Regions from separate parts of the Sus scrofa genome. Here region 2 is linked to region 1. Evidence: chromatin contacts called from public Hi-C data. All regions are on one chromosome and are shown on one strand. Each heading gives the region's core, a stretch centred on a gene start, on an enhancer-like site or on the middle of the called end of the contact. The rest is flanking DNA. Distances are from core to core; before and after follow the strand shown. Region 1 overlaps FAF1 (FAS-associated factor 1). Region 2 has its middle 31 kb from the start of DMRTA2.

Evidence for each region. Hi-C and Micro-C count contacts between places; a contact is called where the count stands out from the background.
Region 2: a contact with region 1 is called in a Hi-C map of fetal liver, with 3 times the contacts expected there. The contact joins two enhancer-like sites. A contact is called at or near these places in 2 of 5 promoter capture datasets (fetal liver and liver), 20 of 47 Hi-C or Micro-C datasets (alveolar macrophages, embryonic fibroblasts, epiblast stem cells and 12 more) and 1 of 2 datasets of contacts at active chromatin or transcription factors (skeletal muscle).

The regions. Positions count from the first base shown.
Region 1 is chr6:161,364,473-161,367,457 of Sscrofa11.1, reverse strand. FAF1 (FAS-associated factor 1) reads right to left here. Exons shown (of 19, transcript XM_021097816.1): 7 at 2,381-2,486. Among named protein-coding and RNA genes, the nearest start is that of FAF1, 190 kb to the right of the region's middle. Within about 2 kb of position 1,732, at least 1 of the 83 cell types and tissues checked has an H3K27ac peak or open chromatin away from gene starts, as enhancers often do. A contact at or near this core is called in fetal liver, where this site is marked.
Region 2 is chr6:161,646,251-161,649,193 of Sscrofa11.1, reverse strand. No RefSeq gene overlaps it. Among named protein-coding and RNA genes, the nearest start is that of DMRTA2, 31 kb to the right of the region's middle. Within about 2 kb of position 1,378, at least 15 of the 83 cell types and tissues checked have an H3K27ac peak or open chromatin away from gene starts, as enhancers often do. A contact at or near this core is called in fetal liver, where this site is marked.

The sequences.
Region 1 (2,985 bases), core at 483-2,982:
TTAATATATTATTTTCCATCATGGTTTATCCCAGGAGATTATTTATAGTTCCCTGTGCTATTCAGTAGGACCTTATTGTCTATCCATTCTAAATGTAATAAATAGTTTGTATCTATTAACCCCAAACTCCCAGTCCATCTCACTCCCTCCCCTTGCTCAAAATATTAAGTCAACTTTTAAAAAAGGAAAAAAAGAAAAAAGAAAAAAAGAAGAAACCAAAAACTGCTGTTGAGAAATGCATAAGGATATCTATCTTTGCAAAAATATTTTCAGGATATTTTTCACTTAGAAAATGGCATAAAAAAGATTTACTGTTTTCAAGTCCTTGAAGCTTAGAATATATTTGATAATCTAAATAGTAGGCCACGGAGAACAGTTTCAGCCAACTGTGGCGTACAATGGCACACTTACAGAATTTAAAAAAATTTTTTTAATAATTGATGTAGTCATTTTGAATCATTCTGAATAGGATATCAGGTGTGAGCAGATTGCATTAACGTTGCTTAAACATTTCAACTTGTCAGTATGGCCAACTCGATTTCGGAAATATTTGCAGTATTTTCCCATCGAAACAGTAATAAAGGCAAAATAAATATATGCCACTACTTTATAATCACCGAACATTAATGAATATTTTATGTCTTTTTAAATCTCCCTGTTTAATTTAAAAGGGTGAAATTAAGTCTCCTCCTTGCAATATGCCAATTATCTGTAAATCAAACAATAACTTGGCCATTATGCTCCTTTTTGTTAATATAAGAGAAGCTAATTTGAAAACACTGAATGGCATTTTTAGACTATCAGTTTAATAGTCCTCTCCGCCCTCTTGTGGGAGAAAGTTGAAACACACTCAAACTATAGAAACTGGAAAATGTTAAAACAAAAATCCAAAAAAAAAAAAAAGGTAAAATTTTGGCTTTACATTAGGAAAGAAATTCAAAAATTTCATTCAGAAAGAGAAATATTCTAGGTTTACCTTCATGAATTATACTAGTCTTCAATTAAAAAAATAAATCAACAACAGAATGAAATTTACCTATTATCTTTGCTTTTCTTGATGAAACTGGGGATATTTATTTTGAAAGTAAATTTCTTACTTTTGTTCAATATGTAATTTAAATTCCACAATCATGAGGTTCCTACAATAACTCTGTGATGGGGCCGTTGTTAAACATTATATTTAATGTAAAAAAACAACAATGATTCTTCAAAGAATTAAAATTTTAAATTAAAAATGTAACATCATTATAGGGAAAGGGAAATTAATATATTTAAAATCCTGGAAAAAATCAAATAACTTAAAACCTATGATTCGAATTAGAGGCCAAGAAAAATTTTAAAGATCTTAGTTACTAGTCAACAAACTATTCAAGTGGTAAACAAAGAAAATAAACTTTAAGTAATGAGTTATTTATGCTAAATTCAGAAGCTGAACTTTATTGATAAAACACGAAAAAAGGAAACCACTAACAGTCCAACCATTGCTGAAACAATTCATATACTTCTGAAAAATGATTATGGTAAAAACAACTTGTTCTTTTTAATATGGCATTATAATTAGTTTAAGCAATGCAGTCCAAGAAAAAAAATTATGAAATAATCCAAGATTAAGCATGATTAATTTTCTTTATAAAAAACATGAGTCGACAAGTTGTTGCCTTCCTAACAAGGGGTAATGTGACATAATCATCATTTCACTGTTTCTAGGCACAAGTTTTTATCATAGCCTTACACATTTTTTCCCCTAAGGAGATAATTTAGGTGGGTGGGGTCACTTACAAGATACCTCTTCTCTCTTGGGGAAGGTTCTTTTTTGAAACAGTGGCCCTGGTTGGCCATGATGAAGAAAATATTGATACTATAAATAGATTATTCTCAGACACTGTGATCTAAAATGACTGAGTCTCCCAACAGTATGTCAGGAATACTGCCCAAGGCTGGAATTGAGCTGCTTAAGAAAAGCCTCCTCAAATTCCTTTTGGAAACAGGCAGGATACACATTATAAATAATATATTCAAGAGCAACCTTTCAAATAAAATATAAGCATGCTGGAAAATGCATGCTGTCAATAATTTCTAAATTAATATTCTGAATAATTACTATAAAAATGTGAAATATATAACAATAAGTTTTAAGCAAGGTTTTAAGACTTGACTATTTTAAGAATTATCAAGAGCTTTCATTTACAACATCTATCTTTCTAGGTCAAGTCATTTAATATATCTACAGTAATCATTGATGCTCCAGTTAATTAAAATAAAGAACCCAATAATGAAACATAAATAGAGTTTCCAACCAGAATAGATAAGCCCTCTTTAACAGGGTCAACATTAGCTATAATGAGCTACCTTTATTCCTTAGCTGTGAGACATAACTCACCTCTTGAATGGTACTGCTTCCTGAGAAGTTCAGGTTGTACTCCCGCTGGACTTCTCGGTGGGTGATGATCAGCATGAAGTTTTGATTTAATGACTCCTGCAGGGCACTGAAAGGGTTGAAAGAAAAACAAGGAACTCTGAGATGAACAAGTTCTAGCTTGCTTTACAGTTAGCTGCAAAAACCCCAGGAGTACCATAACCGCCACAAAGGCATGTCCGGGCCCAATGTTATCATCTTTTCAGCTCCTAAAGGCAGGAGAACATGCTGAGAACAACCAAGGGGAGCTAACCTGTTAACTCCTTCTCCACCAAGGTGTTTTTAAATTTCAATTACAAATACTTTGCATACATGAGAATTTCTACAACTCATGTGCTATTAACTGCATGTGTACTTTCTCCAAGAAAACGAAATTTGTCAATTATATTAAATTCCAAATACGCTATTAAAATGTATACTCAAAGACTTGTTCAATTCCAAGTGAAATATCAGTTCTTGAAGAACAGAAATTTGAAACTACTACTACTACTACCACCACCACCACCACAACCACTACTACTACTACTACTATTGTTCTTATTATTTGTCCTTTTAGGGCTGCACCTGCA
Region 2 (2,943 bases), core at 129-2,628, 280 kb before region 1:
CGGGGCAGGGAACGGGGTGTTGCGCTGGGGACTCAACACTCAGATGTGAACATTCACTTAATCTCCTGTTTTCCCACCCTCGAGTCCCCCCTGCCCCCCGCTCAGAGACTCTGTTTTACCCTCTCCAAAGAATATACCTCTAGTTTTCTGCCCACTTGGGGAGAAGGTCATCTGGCAGCACCGGGGAGGCGGGGGCGGAGCGCGAATCAGGGTGTCTACCTGCTCTTTGTTTCCAGCCCACCTACTTCCAAGGGCCTGAGCCTTTGGGCTTTCCCAATGTAAATCCAGTTGCTTGTACAGACACTGGGGTGTGAGAGGCAGCTTTCTGAAGTCTTTTGATTCAGATGTGCTCTCCGCTCCCTGCTTCCCAAATGCTGCTGCTGCTGGCGTCTCCTCTCCTGCTCTCTTTGTCCTTGCGGTTTTAAATATATTAATCAAATCTCTTTGCTGTCATTTTCATGGAATTTCAGGAAAGAGCGTTCTTGTACAACCTGTCATTTTTATTCGGAAGTCTTTGCTGGGCTTTCTAATCTTTCTGCAACGACCGCACATTGCTCCTGCAATTTTAAAGTATATTTAATACATTGCTCGTACAATTTTAAAATATATTTAAGCACGTGAGTGGAATAGTGTGAAGCCACGTAAAACCATCTAAGAAGAGGCTGTTGTTCATCAGGCTTCTGACGGGAATACCTAAGGTCTGGGAAAGGGCTGGATGGTGCAAGAAAAGTATTCAGAGACGCCAGGGGTCTGGGTCCGTGCGCTGCCGCTCATGGGCCACGTGCTGTGAAGGCGAATACATCCGTCTGCCTACACACTGTCACCACTGTGACCTTCGGTGGCGGGGAGAGTCGTCCAAGGGTGAAGGAAGCTAGGCAAAGACCATCATCGGTCCTGGGTTCCAATTTCACCTAATTCTAGAGACAGCGGGGAGGCTCAAGCACCGGGGGCGCAGCGCTCCTCCGGGTTGAGGCTCAGGAAGGAGGCGCGCGGCGGCGGCGACCACAGCCACTCGGGGTCGGGGGTGGGGTGTCCACACAGACCCGAGGTTAGAGGTAGGCCTCTGTCCCTCCCGCGCACCCAGAGGTCAGATAGAGCCAGGGGCGAACCAAGTCCAGAGCTGGGTGCCAAACCCCCACCTAGTCGGAAGGAGGCGGACGGTGAGCCTCCAGCGCGGCACCGCTTCTGCATCTCCCTGTGCTCAGCCTCAGCGGAGGCCCCGGGAGCGCGGAGGCCCCGGGAGCGCGGAGGCCCCGGGAGCGCGGAGGCCCCGGGAGCGCGGAGGCCCCGGGAGCGCGGAGGCCCCGGGAGCGCGGAGGCCCCGGGAGCGCGGTCCGCGAGGAGCGGCCTTTCCACTTTGGGCCACACGGGGGCAGCAGAGGACAGGCGGAGAAAACCCAGGGTCTTGGGTTGGGGTGGGAAGGGGAAGAGACTGGGAGAAAGCCCTGGAGAGATCTAGAAAATTACGACCGAAAGAGAGGATGAAAGCGAATACAGTAAAACGAAGGGAGGGGAGATAGCCACTGGGTGAGGGCAAGGCTGGAAGCCCCAGAGCCACAGGGGAACAAAGCCCTGACTGTAACAGTGATCCTTCAAGATGCTGCTTGCTCACGCGACAGGCTTGAGAACCCATTTCACAGATGAGGACACTGAGGAAGAGAAAGGACATGGTCAGATGTAAAGGAATTGGCACTAAGCTGTTTTCTGGCTGGGTTAACTTGTCTGCCTCTTTTTCCTTGTCTACCTCACAGGGTTGTCATGTAGGTTAAATGAAATAACGTGTAAAGTGCTAGAAGAGAAGGTAGTAAACACTCTATAAACACAAACTATCATTATTGTGTTTTTGTACATTGTGCCAACAGGTTAGAACATTAACTTATCCATTTAAAATTAATTATCTTTTTTTCTTTTTTTTTTTTCAGTTTTTTCAGAGTTCCCTGGTGGCCTAACAGTTGAGGATTTTATAGCGTCACTGCTGCCGCTCAGGTTCCATCTCTGGCTTGGGAACTTCCACATGCCAAGCGCTCAGCTGAGAGAGAGAGAGAGAAAAAAAAAAATTTAAGTTTTTTCTGTGAAATAATTTATTTACAGACATCTTCCTCCTCCTTGCTCCTTCTAACCTTTACGCAGATCACAGAATCATCTAAACTGTTGGCCTATTCTGAGTTCTGAGTCCCAATCAGTGATAAAATTTTGAACTTTATTGGCACATCACAACTTAAAAGTATTTGTATTAGAGTTCCTGTTGTGATTCAGTGGAAACCAATCTGACTAGCATTTATGAGGATGCAGGTTCGATCCCTGGCCTCGCTCAGTGGGTTAAGAATCCAGCACTGCCATGAGCTATGATGTAGGTCGCAGATGCGGCTAGGAGCCTGTGTTGCGGCAGCTGTGGTGTAGGCCAGTGGCTACAGCTCCAATTTGACCTTTAGCCTGGGAACCTCCCTATGCCTTGGGTGCAGCCCTAAAAAGATTTTTTTTTAAGTATTTGTATTACTCTATAATTTAATTTTTAAATATACCATGTGAATTTATAATTTAATATCTTAATTGTAATGCTCTACTAAAAAACTACTATGAATTATAACATGAAGGGATTTTTTTCCTCTCAGGTTTTTTGCTGTATGGAAGATAATTTTTATATCACAATTTTGGAGTTGTAACAGCTGTTTTGCACCTGGTAAACACTAATGGAAATTCTTCTGTAATTAATACAAGTGATTATTGAAAAATAATCTCACAACATGGAGAGGGGGCCTTGGATTCCAGGCTTGAGCAATGCTGCTGAAAATACTACCTACATATTATAGAAGGGGAAAGTGAGGCTCAGGGGGATTCAATGACTTAGCACATGGATTTAGAGCCAGACAGTGCCAGCCTCCAAAAGCTGAGCCCTAGGCGGGCTTTGGTACTTAAACTCCCTCCCCCGCCCCACCCTTTTCA